Regions from separate parts of the Pan troglodytes genome. Here region 1 is linked to region 2. A link is a contact called in public HiChIP or PLAC-seq data. All regions are on one chromosome and are shown on one strand. Each heading gives the region's core, a stretch centred on a gene start, on an enhancer-like site or on the middle of the called end of the contact. The rest is flanking DNA. Distances are from core to core; before and after follow the strand shown.

What was found. HiChIP or PLAC-seq counts read pairs in DNA pulled down with a chosen protein or histone mark.
Region 1: a contact with region 2 is called in an H3K4me3 HiChIP or PLAC-seq map of stem cell-derived excitatory neurons, with 4 times the contacts expected there. The contact joins the promoter of PSMG4 here to the promoter of BPHL in region 2. A contact is called at or near these places in 4 of 7 Hi-C or Micro-C datasets (blood, induced pluripotent stem cells, a lymphoblastoid cell line and 1 more), 1 of 1 datasets of contacts at active chromatin or transcription factors (stem cell-derived excitatory neurons) and 1 of 1 other capture datasets (stem cell-derived neural stem cells).

Annotation. Positions count from the first base shown.
Region 1 is chr5:9,208,948-9,214,043 of NHGRI_mPanTro3-v2.0_pri, forward strand. PSMG4 (proteasome assembly chaperone 4) reads left to right here and starts at 3,199. Exons shown (of 4, transcript XM_518211.8): 1 at 3,199-3,487. The coding sequence starts at 3,314.
Region 2 is chr5:9,067,577-9,071,982 of NHGRI_mPanTro3-v2.0_pri, forward strand. It overlaps BPHL (biphenyl hydrolase like), which reads left to right and starts at 1,924. Exons shown (of 8, transcript XM_009450409.4): 1 at 1,924-2,130; 2 at 2,853-3,073. The coding sequence starts at 3,018.

The DNA.
Region 1 (5,096 bases), core at 1,949-4,448, 140 kb after region 2:
AAGGGGTATTGGTAAAACAGGTGGCAATGGGAAATACACCAATGTGATATTCTGTGGAATGTCCAGAGAGTCCCAATCTTTTCAGACAGGGCAGAGATTAGAATCGTGGGCAAAACTGTAAATGAATGTCGTCCATCTCACGTGAATGCAAATTGTTTCTCCCTCTTTCCTGATTGGGATAGAAAACACATTTGCTGCATCCTTGGTCACATACCATGTACCTATGGCATTATCACACCACTCTAGCAAAGATTCCACATCTGCTATGGCAGCCACAATGGGGATTGCTTCTTGGTTGGGTTTATAGAAGTCAATTGCCATCTTCCAGGACTTGACTGAATTAAATAGCAATATGAAGTCTACCACCACTGCATCCTTTGGCTCCTGAAGGGTGGCACAAATTTTCACCATCCTCCCCAGGATGGAATACTGTTTTTAACATGCTTGCTTGGCTGGGGGAAGGGCAGTAATTCTAGAAGCTTCCACTTGGTTTTCTCCACTATGGTAGCTCCTACCCTATAGGGCACAGATCCAATGTGGGTGCTGGGCTAATTTCTAGGTATATATATCCCAGTTACACATTTGAGGACCAGGGAAATGACCCCTGATGGGTCCACAGACCCAGTGGACCTTTGGCGAGGACTCCCTTTATTTTTTGTTCCTGTATGGATGGTTCCCCACTCGAGAAGGACTGTGATGACACTCCAGGTTCCCCAGATCTCAATTCCAGCTCTAACCCTTCAAATGTTGCATCTTCCTCCTCCTGTGATGTGTGGCCAGCCACTCGGTCATTTGGGGAACGGCTGGGGCGATTGTTACGGCACATGGTGGTGCCGGGGACCTGGTCACCTCTCCAGTTGTTGGGTTCCAGGCCCAGGAACTGAGCAAGGCATCATAATATTTTTAGGGGGTGACAACATTCAGCCGCCTGACCATCCATTCTTGATTTCTTTTGATAGTGTAAGGTGAATACCGCCCTTGCAGTAGGCAGGGTGGGCTGACTCCCTGGGCACTCTGGAGCCAAAATGGCCCATCAGAGTTGTGAGTTGTCCTGCACTGGGGCAAACTGGCCTGGCTTTCATAGTCTGCCTCCATCAGTTATTGCATGTGGGCTGCCACGGGGAGGGTGTGCAGGCTCTAGAGGAGGCCGTGGCAGAAGGTAGGATTTGTAGCAGTTGGGACAAGTTTTTTTTGAAGTGGACCTAGGTGGCACATGCAGGCTCTTTGGAGACACATCACAGATAATGAGGGGGGTTCCTGAGGACGTGAAAGGACAGGGTCAGAGCACAGGTGGATGGATTGACCTTCTGTACAACGAGGGACATCTTTATCTTTCACTGTCACAGAGTGAGCAGAAGGAAAGATAGGGTCCAATGAAGATAAGCATTTTAGGAGAGGGACAAGGAGCTGGGAAAATCTGGCTTTGTCACCTCTATTTTCTTCATAACATCAGAAGCAAGGGCATCTGCTGAACTTGGGTTTGGGTCAGCTCAGGGTTTGGGGAGCATAGTCAAGGGGAGTGAGAGAGGACGCTGTCTAGGGACTGCAGGGCAGTGTTCCGGGACCGCTGATGTTGGGCATGACTGGCTGTGACCCTCTGCCTGTGTGTTTCCCGAGCAGTGACAGCAAAGCTGGAGAGAGAGAGGAGCATGGAGGTTTTGAGACATGTATAACCAGTGAAACCATCATTACAATCCAGATTGAGAAATTTGCCATGCCAGCCAGGCCTTGAACTCTCCACCGGTCGGTAACTTTGTTTCCTTAATCTTTGGGTCCTCCTAGCTGATTGAAGGGCCTCAAATCACAATGTAAAGGGATAAAACAATTATGGTGTAGCCATACAATAGAACACTGCTTAGTAATACAAAGACACAAGCCATTGACACACAAGCAGATGAACCCAAGATAATTATGATGAAGGAAAGAAGCTGGACAAAAAACAGTACATACTGTGTGATTCCACTGATACAAAACTCTGGAAAATGCAGACTAATCTGTGTGGCCGGAAGCAGATCAGTGGTTGGGGGCAGGAGTCATTACTGAGGGCAGGAGGGAGTACTGGACGCGTTCACTTTGTGGATTGTGATGATGATTTCACTGGCTATAACGTGTCAAGACTTCAATTTGTACACTATATACGTGCAGTTATTGTATGTTAATCACATTTTAATAAAGCTGTTAAAATATTGACCTGAAAATTAACTGTATTATTGAATCATCGATAATTAGCAAATAGAACTATGGAAAATGCCCTCTTAAATTTCAATTTAGTCAACTTAGATCTATTAGGGATTTTAAAAGCAGACCTTTTATAGTTTCAAGTTAAATCTCTAAATTAGTCAGTTGTAACAGAATCTGACAAAATGGGCTGTTTTCTTTTACCACCTTCTCTCTTAACCCATCGAAGGCTTCCTCTTTTCAACTCTGTAACGTCCTGAAGTGTTCAAGGGGTCTCTCCATAGGTATGACAATGGGATGATTGTTGGTGCTTCCCATTAATCTCTCTTGAGATCCTTTCCACGTCTCGGAAAGGCACCTGTTCTTATTTGCATTTTGCAGATGAGGAAACTGAGTCTCAGAGAGGTTAAGGGGGTAGCCCGGGGCCATGTACATGACTGCAGCTCGGGACTCGGCGTCCAAAAGGGTGCCTGCCCATCCTCCTGCCAACTTAGTTGACACAATTTTCCTTTCTAAAGGCTTTCCCCCAATACCATTGCCATTCTTAATTAGGGCTGGGTACCGTCGAAGCCTCCTTGGAGTTAAAGGGCTGCTAGGAGGAGGAGGTGGGACGGGAGGTGGCCGTTCTCAGAGTGCTTAAAGAACTAATTAAAAATTAGTCTTTTTAAATTTTTAATTAACTTAATGTCTGTAGGGCGAAGTGTCACGGCCTGGGAGGACGGTGCGGCTGGCTTCAGCCCTTGAATGCCCCGCGTCAGTAACAGTTAGGGGGTGGGGGGAAACAAAGCGAGGGCGAGTTCTGCTGGGCGCCCGTGGGCTCCTAGAGGTCACTGTCGCACTCTGCTACTAAAGTGGGTTTCCCCAGCCCGTCCAGAGAGGTACTGGTGTGCGGGAGAGGCCAGCAAGACAACCAGGGACGCCTACTCCACCCAGGGCCGGCAGCCGCCCCGCCTCGACCACGCCCCCAACCCAAGCCCGGGATCGCCCCTCCCCGACCACGCCCCTCACCCCCGCCTTTTCGGGGCCGAAAGCGAAAGCGCGCTCGGTCTCTCGGTGCTCGCTCCATCGGGTCTGGCGGGGCTGGCAGCGGCGAGGACCCGGGTCTGGCGCTGTGGGCCGGGAGCCGTGGGGCGGCATGGAGGGGCTGGTTGTCGCCGCCGGCGGGGACGTCTCCCTGCACAACTTCAGCGCGAGGCTGTGGGAGCAGCTGGTCCACTTCCACGTCATGCGGCTGACGGACTCGCTGTTCCTGTGGGTGGGGGCCACGCCGCACCTGCGCAACCTCGCCGTGGCCATGTGCAGCCGCTACGTGAGTGCCTGGCGGCCGAGGGGGCGGGCGGCGGGGCGGGGGCGTGGGGGCGCCGGGCCTGCGCGAGCTGCAGCCCCCCAGGCTTCTCTTGGGTCTACAGGGCGCCCTACTCCCCCGAAGCCCACCCGTGGGATGTCTTAGGAAGCCCGCGGGCGCCAGGGCCTGCACCACCTCGGGAGCTGCGCGCGGGCCCCGAGCCCCTCTCCTTGTCCCGCCGCCCCGCAGCTGCGTCCCGCACTGGTCTTTGTAGGTCAGAATGTCTTGGGTCTGTCCTCGCCACACGCGCGCTGGGGGACGCGTCTACCTCGTAGCTCTCCTGCCATCTGGATTTTGAGCACACTGATAATTTTTTGGGGACTCCTGCGTCTCCACTGGATGTCTCAGGCATTTCGCACTAGGCACACATCAGGCTCTCTTCTCCCAACCTGCTCCCTCCTCCGCCTGACTGGCGCTGTGATGGCAGCTCCATCTTCCTGGCTGTGCGTTCAGAGCCTCGCAGTTGTCTTTGATTCCTCTTTCTTCACACTCCACGTGCTGAGTCCCTAGGCACTGCCGCCAGTCAAAGCAGACAAAACCCAAGCCGCCCTCACCTTCACCCTGCCGCGCTGGGCCAAGCCTGGGACATTATCATTTCCCCTCCTCTCCCGCCTTTCCGGCTTTGCGCGTCGCCGCCTGGTTTCCCCTGGTTTCCTGAGGCTGCTGTAAGAAAGTGCCACAGACCGCGTGGCTTAAAACAACAGAGTTTATTCTCAAAGATCTGTAGACAAGGTCTCTTACTGTCACCCAGGCTGGGGTACAGTGTCATTATTATAGCTCACTGTCACCTCAAACTCCTGGGCTTAAGTGATCCTCCTTCCTCAGCCTCCCGAGTAGCTAGGACTACAGACATGTGCCACCATACCTGGCTAATTGTTTTTTTTTTGGTAGAGATGGGGGTCTCACTATTTTGCCCAGGCTGTTCTTGAACTCCTGGCCTCAAGTGATGATCCTCCTTCCTCAGTGAGCCCGACTCTTTTCTCATAAGGACATCAGTAATGTTGGATTAAGGGCCCACCCTACTCCAGTATAACCTTGTCTTAAATTATTTATATATATATATATATATATATATATATATATATATATATATATAAATTTTTTTTTTTTTTGAAGCAAAGTCTTGCTTTGTCGCCCAGGCTGGAGTGCAATGGCGTGATCTCGGCTTACTGCAACCTCCGCCTCCCAGGTTCAAGCAGTTCTGCCTCACCCTCCTGAGTAGCTGGGATTACAGGTGTGAGCCATCACGCCGGGCTAATTTTTGTAGTTTCAGTAGAGCTGAGGTTTCATTATGTTGGCCAGGCTGATCTCGAAATTCTGACTTCGTGATCCGCCCGCCTCGGCCTCCCAAAGGGAAGCAAGTCCCTTTGGAAGTAAAGAATCTTTATGCTAATCTTTATCCTAAAGTGCCGGGATTATAGGCGTTAGCCGCCGCGCCTGGTCTAAATTACATCTTATTTACATCTGCAGAGACCCTGTTTACAAACAAGGTCACATTCATAGGTACCCAGAGGTTAGGACTTAAACATATTTTTTGGGGAGACACAATTCAGGCCACAACACTGCCTTGTAA
Region 2 (4,406 bases), core at 674-3,173:
AAATATGATGCATCGTAAGGTGCCTGGCACAAAAATGGCAGTTTTTTTAAACTGTACAATCTTGCTATATATAAAGAACTGGTTGTCAGGTATGTTACTTAAAAATAGTGACACCACGCTGGACGCGGTGGCGCACACCTGTAATCCTAGCACTTTAGGAGGCTGAGGCGGGTGGATCACCTGAGGTCAGGAGTTTGAGACCAGCCTGGCCAACATGGCAAAACCTCGTCTCTACTAAAATTACAAAAATTAGCCGGGCATGGTGGCGGGTGCTTGTAATCTCAGCTACTCAGGAGGCTGAGGCAGGAGAATTGCTTGAACCTGCGAGGCAGAGGTTACAGTGAGCTGAGATTGCGCCATTGCACTCCAGCCTGGGCAACAAGACCAAAACTCCGTCTCAAAAAAAAAAAAAAAAAATTGTGACACCAATAACCTAAAACTCAGTGCTACCGTTTTTTATTAGCACAAGGGTAACTGGTGTTGAAACTGTACAGACAGCTATTTTTATCATTTCTGAGATGAAACCCCAATCAACATATCAGGAAAAAAGGAAATACTGACCTCACCAAAGATTTCTGAAAGTCAAATGATATTAAACTCAAACATTATATATGTCTCTTTCCTTTTATGCAGGAATTAATGTGATAGATTTATGTTGAGAGTAGAATATGAAAACTTTTGCATAGTCTGTATTTAGGCCAAAACTGCCTTTACTACTCAAGAAAGCCCAATGGGCCAGTGAGGACACTGCAGGTGACAGAAATTTCTATGAGTGTAACACCTACAAGCACTGTGCTCACAGGACTGACTGTTACACCAAAAAGGTCTCTTGGAGGAAAAGAAATGCAATATGCAAAGAAGCTGTTGTCTCCAATTATTCAAGCCAAGGCTACAACAGTAGCCACAAATCTGCCAGTTATTTCCAATTAAGGCAGAACGATTGACTTAAAAAGAAATAGTTGTTTTTTTTCTCCACTGAGATTTCAATTAGATAATGTCTATAACCTTTATAAAGCTGCAATTATACAGCCAAAAGAAAAAAATTAATTGTGGTAAAACATACATAAAACTTACCACTTAAACCACTTTTAGGTGTGTAGTTCAGTGGCAGTAAGTACACTCACAATGTAATGCAGGCATCACCAAAATCCATCCCCAGGACTTTTTCATCTCTCCAAACTGAAACTCTGTCCCCATGAAACACCAACTTTCCATTCCCCCTTCCACCAGCCCTCAACAACCCCCATTCTATTTTCTGTCCCTATAAGTTTGACTCCTCTAGGTACCTTATTATATAAGTGGAATCACACAGTATTTGTCTTTTTTTGACTGGCTTACCTCCCTCAGCATAGTGTCCTCCAGGTTCATCCATGTAGTAGCAAGTGTCAGAATTTCGTTCTTTGTTCAGGCTAAAAAACGTTCCCTTGCATGCACAGACAACATTTTGCTTATCCATGTATCTGTTTTTGGACACTTAAATTGCTTCCACCCTTTTGGCTATTGTGAATAGTGCCGCTGTCAACGTGAGTGTAAAAACATTTCTTCTTGTACACCCTGTTCTAAATTCTTTTGGGTTATATACCCAGAAAAGAAAATGCTGGATCATATAACTGATTTGTTGAGGAACCGCAGTATTGTTCATCACAGTGGCTGCACCATTTTACATTCCCAACAGCAATATACAAGGGCTTCAATTTCTCTACATCTTCACCAACACTAATTTCTGGGGGTTTTGCTAGTAGCCATCCTAATGGGTGTGAAGTGGTATAAACAAAATTTAGATCCCATCATCTCTGAAAAGCAAATACACTTCCTAGTACTAGTCAGTACTAGATAGGTGCACAGCGTTTAGAACTTTACTTGATCCAACATAGCAGCCTGCCTAGAGCCGGAGCCCCGCCCACTCCGGAGCCCCGCCCACTCCGGAGCCCCGCCTGGACGCCCACGCAGCGAAGGCGCTATGGCTGGCGGCCTCGCCTCCTGGAAAAGCCATGGTCGCTGAGGCGACGAGCGAGGGCGGGGCAGCGCCGACGGGGACACTCGTCCCGGGAGCCAGAGCCAGCACCGAGAGGGGACGGTCTACGCGGGTGCCGGCCGTTCCAGGACTGCGAAACCACGAGCCGAGTTTCGGTCGCCCATGGGAAAGCACCCGGCAGGGCGTGGCTTCGGGGCGGGGCGGGCAGAGGGCGGAGCAGGATGGAGAGGCGAGATGGGCGGAGCAGAGGGCGTGGCTTCGGGGCAGAGTGGGCCGGGTACCGCGCTTGGTCTTAGCGCATGCGCGCTCCCGGCAGCTACGCGACCTGTGACCATGGTGGCTGTGCTGGGCGGCCGGGGCGTGTTGCGCCTGCGGCTGCTGCTCTCAGCGCTGAAGCCCGGGATCCACGTCCCACGGGCCGGACCCGCGGCCGCGTTCGGGTAATGGCGGCCACCTCGCCCCGGGGATCCCCAGCATCGGCGCGCTCGAGGGGCGGCGGGAGGGGCGCGTGCCGACAGCAGGAGTTCCCGGCGCGCGGGCACGGGGCGTGGGCGCGGCCTGGCTGCCCTGTCGCCCTTTGTGCCGCGAGACCCCGATCCTGGGGGCCAGCCGCGCTTGGTGCTCGAGCCCCTCGATCGTGCATGCGCCTCGGTCAGCCTCAGTTCAAGGAGTCTGGAGCCGTGGAGGCTTGGGCTATAGAGTGCAGCCCCTTCAGTGTGCAGACCAGAGAGACCCAGGGAGATACATTTGCCTGTAGTATGGACTCACCCGTGACGGAGCACGGACTAGAATCCCAACGCCCTCATTAGTCCATTGCTCTGTCCAGAGTCCACACTAAGGGCATAAGGACAATAATCTCTTCTTTCTCTTATGTCAGAAATCAGCCTGAGCCTGAGTACCGCTAAGGCTTTAATCACGGGCCCCGAGAGCCCTAAGTCTTCTCTTTGCTTGCTGATCTTAATGTGCAAAAGAATCACGTTGGGAACTGAAAATTCAGAATCCTGGGCCTCACTCCCAGAGGATCTGATCTACATGTGTGGAGATGCCCAGGAATCTGCTTTATTCTCTTTTGTCCTCCCACCTGTCCCCCCATTTCAGGTAAAACAATAACAAAAAAACTGGATTAATTTCTGACCTTCTGTCTTGAAAATGGATACTCTTGGTCCCAAGAGATACTGGGCAGAAATGTGGATAGAGCGGCATGAAGCTTGTTTTACTTTATTCTCTACATACATCCCTACACACATGCAAACACACGTATACAACGAACGTACACAGTGCATGTGCGCAGTTGACTGTTGATGGGCTACTTTCATAAAGTCAGTACTAGATAAATACACAGCGTTTAGAACTGTACTTGATCCAACATAGAAACTTTTAGTTTGAAAACTTGATTTAGAAGGAGAAAAGAGGGCAAATCTGACCAGCTTTTAAAATTTCATATTGCAATTGACTAGCTCCTTTAATTTTAGAATTATTATAAGATGGTCAGGGCTATTTTGATAGATGGAAAAACATGTTACTGGCTACAGCTGTATAAATTAACAGTGAAAATGATTATTTTTTCCAGTTTCCTGTCTGCAGAAAGGCATCGAAATAAGTTACTGTGATTGTACCAATATAGTTCTTTTTTTTTTGAGACTGACTCTCGCTCTTTTGCCCATGCTGGAGTGCAGTGTTGTGATCTCGCTCACTGCAACCGCTGCCTCCCAGGTTTAAGCGATTCTCGTGGCCTCAGCCTCCCGAGTAGCTGGGATTACAGGTACCTGCCACCATGGCCGGCTAATTTTTGTGTTTTTAGTAGAGATGGGGTTTCACCATGTTGGGCAGGATGGTCTTGATCTCCTGACCTCGTGATCCTGACCTCGTGATCCACCCACCTGGGCCGCCCAAAGTATCGGGATTACAGGTGTGAGCCACCACACCCGGCCGATCCTAAGCTATCTTAACTGTAGAAATGAATTTCTCAGAGGAATAGGGCAGTAATCATAATAAGTAAATGGCAGGGTCAGTATTGCCATTGCTTGGTGGCTTCATTGATGCCCCTTTAATAATATTTCTGTAGATAAGGAGCTTATAGTTTGGTCAGACCTTATTACTACCCAATTCTGTCTTTTATTTTTCCAGAAATGGTGTGTTAAGATTAGATGTACCTGTATTCAACACATCTGTTTCCACGTTTGTTTCTTTTTTACTTGAGACTGGCAAATAAGATTAAACCAAAAGATAAAACAGGACCTCATTTTTTCAAAAGGGCTGTGTTTCAGTTATCCTTTGACTAAGGGCAGAGGTAGGGGTAGGGAGTATGTAGAAGAAAAAGGAGATGGGCCAGGCCTGTAATCCCAGCGCTTTGGGAGGCTGAGGCAGGCAGATCACGAGGTCAGGAGATTGAGACCATCCTGGCTAACAGGGTGAAACCCCGTCTCTACTA